Regions from separate parts of the Mus musculus genome. Here region 1 is linked to region 2. The links are chromatin contacts, called in public promoter capture Hi-C maps. All regions are on one chromosome and are shown on one strand. The core of a region is the stretch at or near the end of the contact, and the rest is flanking DNA. Distances in the headings are between cores, read along the strand shown.

Evidence for each region. Capture Hi-C pulls out chosen DNA fragments and counts their contacts.
Region 1: a contact with region 2 is called in a promoter capture Hi-C map of liver. The contact joins two enhancer-like sites. A contact is called at or near these places in 2 of 484 Hi-C or Micro-C datasets (bone marrow-derived macrophages and epidermal suprabasal cells), 12 of 115 datasets of contacts at active chromatin or transcription factors (CD8 T cells, the HPC-7 cell line, bone marrow-derived macrophages and 9 more) and 3 of 9 other capture datasets (adipose tissue, liver and pancreatic islet).

Annotation. Positions count from the first base shown.
Region 1 is chr5:36,722,019-36,726,175 of GRCm38.p6, forward strand. It overlaps Gm33017 (a long non-coding RNA gene), which reads left to right. Exons shown (of 3, transcript XR_376900.3): 2 at 61-342; 3 at 566-912. Among named protein-coding and RNA genes, the nearest start is that of Gm33017, 4.8 kb to the left of the region's middle. Within about 2 kb of position 2,358, at least 62 of the 459 cell types and tissues checked have an H3K27ac peak or open chromatin away from gene starts, as enhancers often do. A contact at or near this core is called in hepatocytes and liver, where this site is marked.
Region 2 is chr5:36,566,787-36,570,830 of GRCm38.p6, forward strand. All of the region lies in intron 2 of Tbc1d14 (TBC1 domain family, member 14), which reads right to left. Among named protein-coding and RNA genes, the nearest start is that of Tbc1d14, 14 kb to the right of the region's middle. Within about 2 kb of position 1,530, at least 24 of the 459 cell types and tissues checked have an H3K27ac peak or open chromatin away from gene starts, as enhancers often do. A contact at or near this core is called in hepatocytes and liver, where this site is marked.

The DNA of each region.
Region 1 (4,157 bases), core at 1,108-3,607, 160 kb after region 2:
GTAAATAAATAATATATATGTAAATATATATTAATATTATATTATATATTATATATATAGGAGCCTCTTCCCAATTCTTGCTGCCTACTTTGTGGGCTCCAAAGAGGGACACCCTAGGCCATCTCCAGGAGGGCATCATCAGTCACAGTCTTGATCCGGATTGTCCACTGACGCCAGGCACGGACTTGGAGTATTTCTGTATACTTTGCTCTTTTCTCCTCCTGGGAGCCATCATAAAGTCAGCCAGGCAGACTCAAAGCCATGTCACTGTGCACACAGACTTTAAGCTCCAAAGGACTGACTTGAGACCCTGGTCTTGTGCTGATAGCCCTGAGATCTAAGGTATGGTGTTCCCTCTCTCTCTGACCTTCTGTTTTCTCACTGATCCGCCTCACTGGGGCTCCGTGGCAGCGGCGGCTGCATTTTGCCTGGAGGACCCTGCCAGCATCAGGAGAATTTGTACCTGGGTTTGGAGGGTGAGATCTTAGTTTTGAAGTGACAGATAAGGAAGCCTGAGAGGGCGAACCACATGTCTTTTGTGGTTTTTCTGGTTGCCTTTGCTTAGGGTGCTGCCTAGAATCTTACACACACCCAGCTGCTGTTTCCAGCCACCACTTGAGGCCAGAAGAGCCTTTCCTCCCCATTCCTAAGTGACTCAGCTTCTGTACAATGACTGGAGGCCATCTGGACAGTATCCAGGTAGGCCTTTGGAGACATTTTTGAAGAGTAGGAGTGTACTGTCTTAAAGAAGTCCGGGGTGTGGTGTGATTAGTGCCCAGAGACTAGTCGAGCTACCTACTTTGTGATCTCACACAGCTAGCTAAACCTGACACTCAATCCTTCGCTCAGTGAAGATCCAGGATGAGTCAGACAAGTCCTCTGTAGCCCTCCTAGTCCTGAGGGTTTGTGTGTGTGTGTGTGTGTGTGTGTGTGTGTGTGTGTTTGAGGCAGAGTTTCTCTGTATAGCCCTGGCTGTCCTGGAACTCAGAGAGATTCTCCTGTCTCTGCCTCCTGAATGCTGGGATAAAAGCGTGCAACCACCACTGTCCAGCTCCTAGTTCTGAGTTTTATGAGAGAAATGGACAGGGAGACAGTGACAGACACTGTGAGCCCTTAAGCCAGAAAAAGCTGGCAGCTAGAAGGGGGAGGGGCCCTGGAAGAGGGGAGACTAAGAGTCATTGTTCTCTTCTGTTCCATTGATAGAAGAACCGAGTTTGTCTCAGAGGTTAGTTGATTTTAAATTATGATGTGCTTATATGAGCAGTACACATGTGTGGTGGAAACACTCCAGAAAACTGAACACTTCCCATTGAGAACCCTCCTTCCCTGCCATTCCCAGGAGGACTTGGTGGCTCTTCACAAGCTCTCAGTGTGAGCTTCAGGAAGCATCTGCGAGTATGGAAGCTCACGTGTGCAATCAAAGGCTTGGGGTCCGTGACATTGTGGCTGCCTGCTGAGTGGTCGCACTGCGCTCGTTCCCTGACCTGTGACCTGTAGTGAGAATTTTGGCTTCTTTAAAAAACACAGAACTATTATAAGAATGCGGTTTTTGTTTTAATCCCAGGTGTGGAATGCGAGGCTCCTTCCAATCGTCCCACAGTAGCTGACTGTGGTTTGCCTCATGCTCTGGCAGAGGTGGGATTTTGCCAGCTGCAGATAGTTTCTGCAAGTGTGTGATGTTTGGAATTCTGGGGGCTCTTTAGAGGGTAAATACTTGGGTCCCAAGAGCTGGGAAACTGTTGATTGGTAGCAGAATGCCGTTGGTTTCTGTTGGTCACAGTTTGCTAAGTAGTTGTAAGCAAAGAAAAAGAAAGAAGAAATCAGATATCCGGATGGCAAAGATCAAACTTGCCCCCAAGGAACTTGATGCCCTTAGTTAACAGGAAGTGTTCTAATGATATTGTGGACTCTTTCTTCTCTTATCCTTTTTTTCTCTCCTACGTAATGTTAGGGGATTGAAAGGGAAGAAGTAAAGGGATGGAGAAGGGTGGGAGAAAGAAGAACCCACAAAGTAGCCAGAAGAACAGCTACAGTGACCTCAGACATATCTTAATCCAGGTGACCTCTGAAGATATGCGAGAGCTGCCAAGGAAGAAGGAGGTGAGAGTATCAGTCCCTGGTACCCTTTCCCAACATGCCCAGCTCCCCACGACTCCGAGTTCCTTTGTGCCCTCTCCACCTTCCTATGGTTGTTACATGTGCTTTTAGCTGTGGAAACAGAGGCTCACAGGGCAGAGTTAGCATTGGATGCTATGTAGCCACCCAAGGCCATTCTGTGCTGTGTCCACAGGACTCTGGAGCCTGGAGGAGGAGGCTGTGCTGAGTCCTGGTTTCTAGAGGTGTGCAGGCAGGATTAACCATAGCCCAGGAAGGCGGGAGGCAGATGTAGAAATCAGAGGCCAAAGAACCACCCACCCTCTGCCCTTGGGACTCTGGCAGCGACTCTGAACTGTGTAATACCAGCCCCTGCCCACGCAGCTGCTGAGATGAGTGGCCGTGCGTGCACCTTTGACCTGGTGATCTTTAACTTGGTGACTCAGCCTGGGAGCTGGAGCACCGTGATGAACACGCTGACAGATTGAAGCCTGCCTTTGTGACAAGTCTTTTTATACATTGAAATTTAGCTGGCCATGGAAGTACACATGTGTAATCCCAGTACTCAAGAGGTAGAGGCAGGATTCATCCCATAATCAGCCACCAAAACCAGACACTATTGCATATGCCAGAAAGATTTTGCTGAAGGGACCCTGTTATAGCTGTCTCATATGAGGCTATGCCAGTGCCTGGCAAATACAGAAGTGGATGCTCACAGTCACCTATAAGATGGAACACAGGGCCCCCAATGGAGAAGCTAGAGAAAGCACCCAAGGAGCTGAAGGGGTCTGCAACCCTATAAGTGGAACAACAATATGAACTAACCAGTACCCCCAGAGCTCGAATCTCTAGCTGCATATGTAGCAGAAGATGGCCTAGTTGGCCATCACTGGGAAGAGAAGCCTCTTGGTATTACGAACTTTATATGCCCCAGTACAGGGGAATGCCAGAGCCAAGAAGCAGGAGTGGGTGGGTAGGAGAGTAGGGCAGAGGGAGGGTATAGGGAACTTTCGGGATAGCATTTGAAATGTATATAAAGAAAATATCGGGGCTGGAGAGATGGCTCAGCGGTTAAGTACACTGACTGATCTTCTGAAGGTCCTGAGTTCAAATCCCAGCAACCACATGGTGGCTCACAATCACCTGTAATGAGATCTGACGCCCTCTTTTGGTGTGTCTGAAGATAGCAACAGTATACTTAGATATAATAATAAATAAATCTTAAAAAAAGAAAATATCTAATAAAAAAGTAAATAAGTAAGTAAGTAAATAAATAAATAAATAGAAAGAGACACTCCGTAACATAACATAAAGCATAGTAGTTTAATAAATAAATTGTAAAAGGAGAGAGAGGGGGGTAGGAAGATCACTGTGAGTTCTATACTAGCCTGGGGTATGTATTGAAACTCATTTGCTATCATTGTTTAAATTGAGGTAAAATTCACACCACAGATATTTAGCTATTTAAAGTGTCAGTTCTGTGGCATTTATCCACCTACAGCAAGCACTGCATAACTGTCACCTCTGTGTAGTTCTATATGTCCTGCTCTCCAAGACCTCACCCCCCTTCCTTCCTTCCTTCCTTCCTTCCTTCCTTCCTTCCTTCCTTCCTTCCTTCCTTCCTTCCTTCCTTCCTCCTCCTCCTCCTCCTCCTCCTTCTTCTTCTTCCTCTCTCTCTCTCTCTCTCTCTCTCTCTCTCTCTCTCTCTCTCTCTCTCTTTCTCTGTTTATTTATACTTTTCAAGTGCTGGGGACGAGACCCAGGGCCTCACACATGCCCGGCAAGCACTCCGTAACTAAGCCCGTACCCTAACTACAACTCCATCTCTACCACTGGCCACTCCCCATCTTCCTGTCTGTTGTATCCCTGGCAACTGCTGGGTTCCAGTGGGAGTCACGCAGTGCACTGTTCGGCTTCGGGTGACTGGCTTTTCTCACTGAACCTGTTTGGAAGGCCAACAGGCTTTGTAGCAGGTGCCTGCACTCTGCTTCCTTCCATGGCTGCCCGAGGTCCCACTCGGTGGGTCTTCTCTGCCTTTTCATTCACTCCTGCTATGGGAACAG
Region 2 (4,044 bases), core at 280-2,779:
CAAAATCACTGCCTTTGGGATGGAGCACAGGGCTCTCCTGCATGGCAACTGCTCTCAGCATCCAGGAAGCTGCAAACAGACACTGTCAACCCTACAGGAAAGCCTCCCACCTCTCTAACATCAGTAGGTACCAGAGAGCAGCAAAGAGAAGGAAAACAGCTTGCACCTCATTTCTGCCTCAAACCTCCCATAGTGGGAGAACTGCATGGTCCTAAGTCATGTCCAAAACTCTAGCAGCAAGAGACTAGGAACAGGCTTCTGCTCGGCAGCTAATAAAGTCCAGGAAAGCAGCTAGAAGGAAAGCAGCCCAATGGATCAGCAGGCAGCCCCGAGTCCCACCTCACGCCACCCCTATTACTGTGCAGCCTGAAAAAGGCAGCCACGCAAAACAAAGAACAGCGCCAGGCACACAAAAGTGCACCGCATCCTGGGAAATGAATTCACCTCCTCTTCATACGCTGTCTCCTGTCCACAAATTTCCTATTTATCATACTCTATGATCACCAGCCAATGGGTCAAATCCCAAAAGCCTAGCTCTGTACAGGAACTGAAAACGTGGTTAGACACATTCATAGCATATCAAAGTATCTATCTGAAGATTCACTTTTAAACTGTGGTTGCAAACATCTTTACACAGATGACAATTTTTAAAAATAACACTGAAATCTCATATGAAACCTCAACAAAAGAAAGAAAAGCAAGCCAAAATCAGCATATGTATCAAGCTGCCTTGAGAGTTAACTTCTATTTCCTCACTTAACACTGGCATTATTAGCTCTTTGCTTGAGTGGTTTTTGAAGTTGTTTTGCAGTGCTAGGGATGGAAACCGCACACACACCAGGCAAATGCTCTAACACTGAGTTATAGCTCTGTCCCTCTCATTTTAGTTCTTTACTAGAGGAGCAATTAGTCCCAGGTCACCCAAGGACACACTAGAGGCTGCAGAGGTTAAATGACTTTCTCAGGGTCACACAGCACAAAATGACAGAGCTAGTGAGGCCCCAGCCCCATTCTCAAACAACAGTCCTCGCACTTTATCTTTGAATTACAAGTAAAAACAGAGCTAGCCAGACATAGACTGTGCCCCCAGAGGGCTCTCTGCCAGGTCAGGAAGCAAACTAGAAAAATCTATCGCTCTAGACCTTTAAGCACCTCTACCCCCATAATAATTAGCAGGAAAAGCTAATTATTACTTCCTATACCCATGTGGATTAGCAGATTAAACCTTTGGCTTCATGGGAACCAACCCCATAGCCCGAGGAAAACAGCCACACGACAAGCATGCCACCTCTGAGTTCTATCACACCGGACTCAGAGGATCCCTTAACACAGCTCTCTTCCATGTAAGATGAGGATTCTGCTCAAATTACACTAGTACGTGACCTTGGAGAAAGCTATTCAGTATCAAAGTTGTCACCAGTTAACCTAGTGCATCTGAAAGACTTCATCCATCTCCATCCCAGAACATGTGGCAAAGTCTAGAGACACTCTGGTCTCCTCCGTTGCGGAATGGGGCCAGTATCTAGTGGGCAGAGGTCAGGACTGTTGCAATACACTGGACAGCTGCCCACAGGAGTACACATCTCAAACATTAACAGTGTGTGGTGCAGAAATTCTGTTCTAAGTTACTGGGCAATGGGTTCAACTGAAGAAATGTACAGTACAGGGTCAAACGCTTACAAGAGCATTAAGAAACAAAATATGTTCTGTTCAAACCAGAGAAAGCCATATGTAAGTGATCTCAGGAAGCCAGGTGCCCTAGCTATTTGCTCTTACTTGAGCCATTTTCCCCACTAAAGCTATACAAGGTCACAGTTATTAAGAGAGCAGACAGTAAACCTAGCTCACCTGAGCCCTGACCCAGTGTTCCAACTGTGGTGCCCACCCTCCCACGAGATCCACCGTGTCTAGGAGAGCAGGAAGCAGCCCAGAGCTCAGGGCAATCTGATGCACAAACATATGAGGGTGTATGTTACAAGAAGAAAGGCAAACCAACAGCAGCTACACTTCCAGCTTCCCTGGGCAACGCTAGACTCAGTATGCTGCTGCAGCACGCTCACTCACTGGTTTTTATATCCCCCTGCTTCAGCGCTTCAGTGTGGCTCCTTCTGACCGTGTCAGAGCTGCCAACCAAGGATAAAGAAGCAGGAGCCAAGAAATAAGAGGGTCTAGAAACTGCAAAATGCAAAGTATTTTCTCTAAAGGGGAAGAGGCTTCAATAGACAACTCAACTCTACCCATTTCCCCATAAGACAAAGGTAGCAACAGATCAGGGAATGGTCATGATCACCCAAGCTGCTGATATGTAAAGTCATCTGTGCTGATTTTATGTCAACTTGCTAAAGTCACCTGAGAGGAAGGAACCGCAATCAAAAAAAAAAAAAAATGCCTCCATAATACCCAGCTGTAATTGATCAATTCTTAGTTAGTAATTGATGGGGGGAGGGCCCAGCCCATTGTGGTGGGTGCTATCCCTGGGCTGGTGGTTCTGAGAAAGAAAGCAGGCTGAGCAAGCCACCATAAGCAGCATCCCTGCATGGCCTCTGCATCAGCTCCTACCTCCAGGTTCCTGCCCTGTTTGAGTTCCTGTCCTGACTTCCTTCAATGATGAACAGTGCCGTGGAAGTATAAGCCAAACAAACCCTCTCCTCCCCAAGCTGCTTTTGGTCCTGGGGTTTTAACATAGTAATAGTGACCCTAATGAAGACATCGTCCACGTGTCAGTTTGTCCATCTGTACTAAGCCTTAAATGTATTAACCCACCTAACTCCACAGCCACAACAGGAACTCTTCACTCCAATTCTGGGGAAAATAAGCGGAGGCAGCAAGCCCCATGATGAAGGGGACAAGAGATGAGTGAAGCAAAGCCAATGACACATCAGGCACCCATGGCCCTCCTCAGTACTCTGCGAGGGATTCAGAAACCTCAGCGAAGGTAAGTGGTGCTCAAGGCCACATAGCTAGGATGTAACTGACCTCTAAACCCAAGCTGCTCTCATTGTGCTACTTCCCGGGCACCTCTATTTCAAAAAAGGGTTTCCAGGTTTGCTAAGAACCCCTGTCTCTTAGGTGACTATGAAAACCTGTCTCCTAGGTAAGCTCTTCCCCTCTGAGATTGATATGAGGATTCACACATAGGGCACTCTGGTATTCATCAACATGGAAAACTGCAAACACTCATCCAAGTAACTAGATCCAGCCAGCTACCCAGATGAGACCCCAAGCCCTGCTGCATGGGAGGCCTCGGAAGGATCCTGACACACATGGCTCCAGAGCAATCACTGAATAACAAGTTCTGTGACCAGGAATCCACGGGAGGTGCAGGGCACCTCCACCAGGCACATCAAGACCAAAGGTATCCCCAGAAGGCTGTGTGCCATGGGAAGACCATCTCACTCAGGCCTGGCCTTAGGCTGACCGGAGATACTCCACATTTGCCCGATGAAGCAACTGGAAATCTAAGTTACTACATGTCCCCAGACCCAGATGGCTCTGGTGAACTCTAGACAGCACGTCACACCAAGTACTGCAAAGTCCAACACTGACTTGCTAGAAACATGTGCCGTGTGTTCCTACTTGCCAAGTTCATAGCCCAGAAGCCTCTAGAGAACAAATATGGGGCAGGTTACAACTCTAAATATATAATCCGTAAACCACCACTCTTCTGTAGAGGACCTCAGTTTCTGTGACTGACGGGTGGGGGTATACCAACCCTGGATTATAAACTCACCCTCCATCGTGACCTACGATCATGTCTATCCCCCTATGACTCCCATTTAACCTGCCTAGAACAGAGTCTTAAACAGACTCTTGCTGAACAAAAGCATAAAAACACAAATAAGAGGAAGACATGGAAGCAGCACTCCTCATAGCACACCACAGACACACAGGAAGTCTAGCAGGTTTGTTGGGGACCTGGGTGACAGGGCACCACAGGAAGGATGCACACGGCAGGATCAACACAGTAAGAACTGTGTGACTGCAGGGCAGCCAAGGCACATGCCCTCACCAGCAGGGCCAGACAGGTACACTGGCAGCATGACT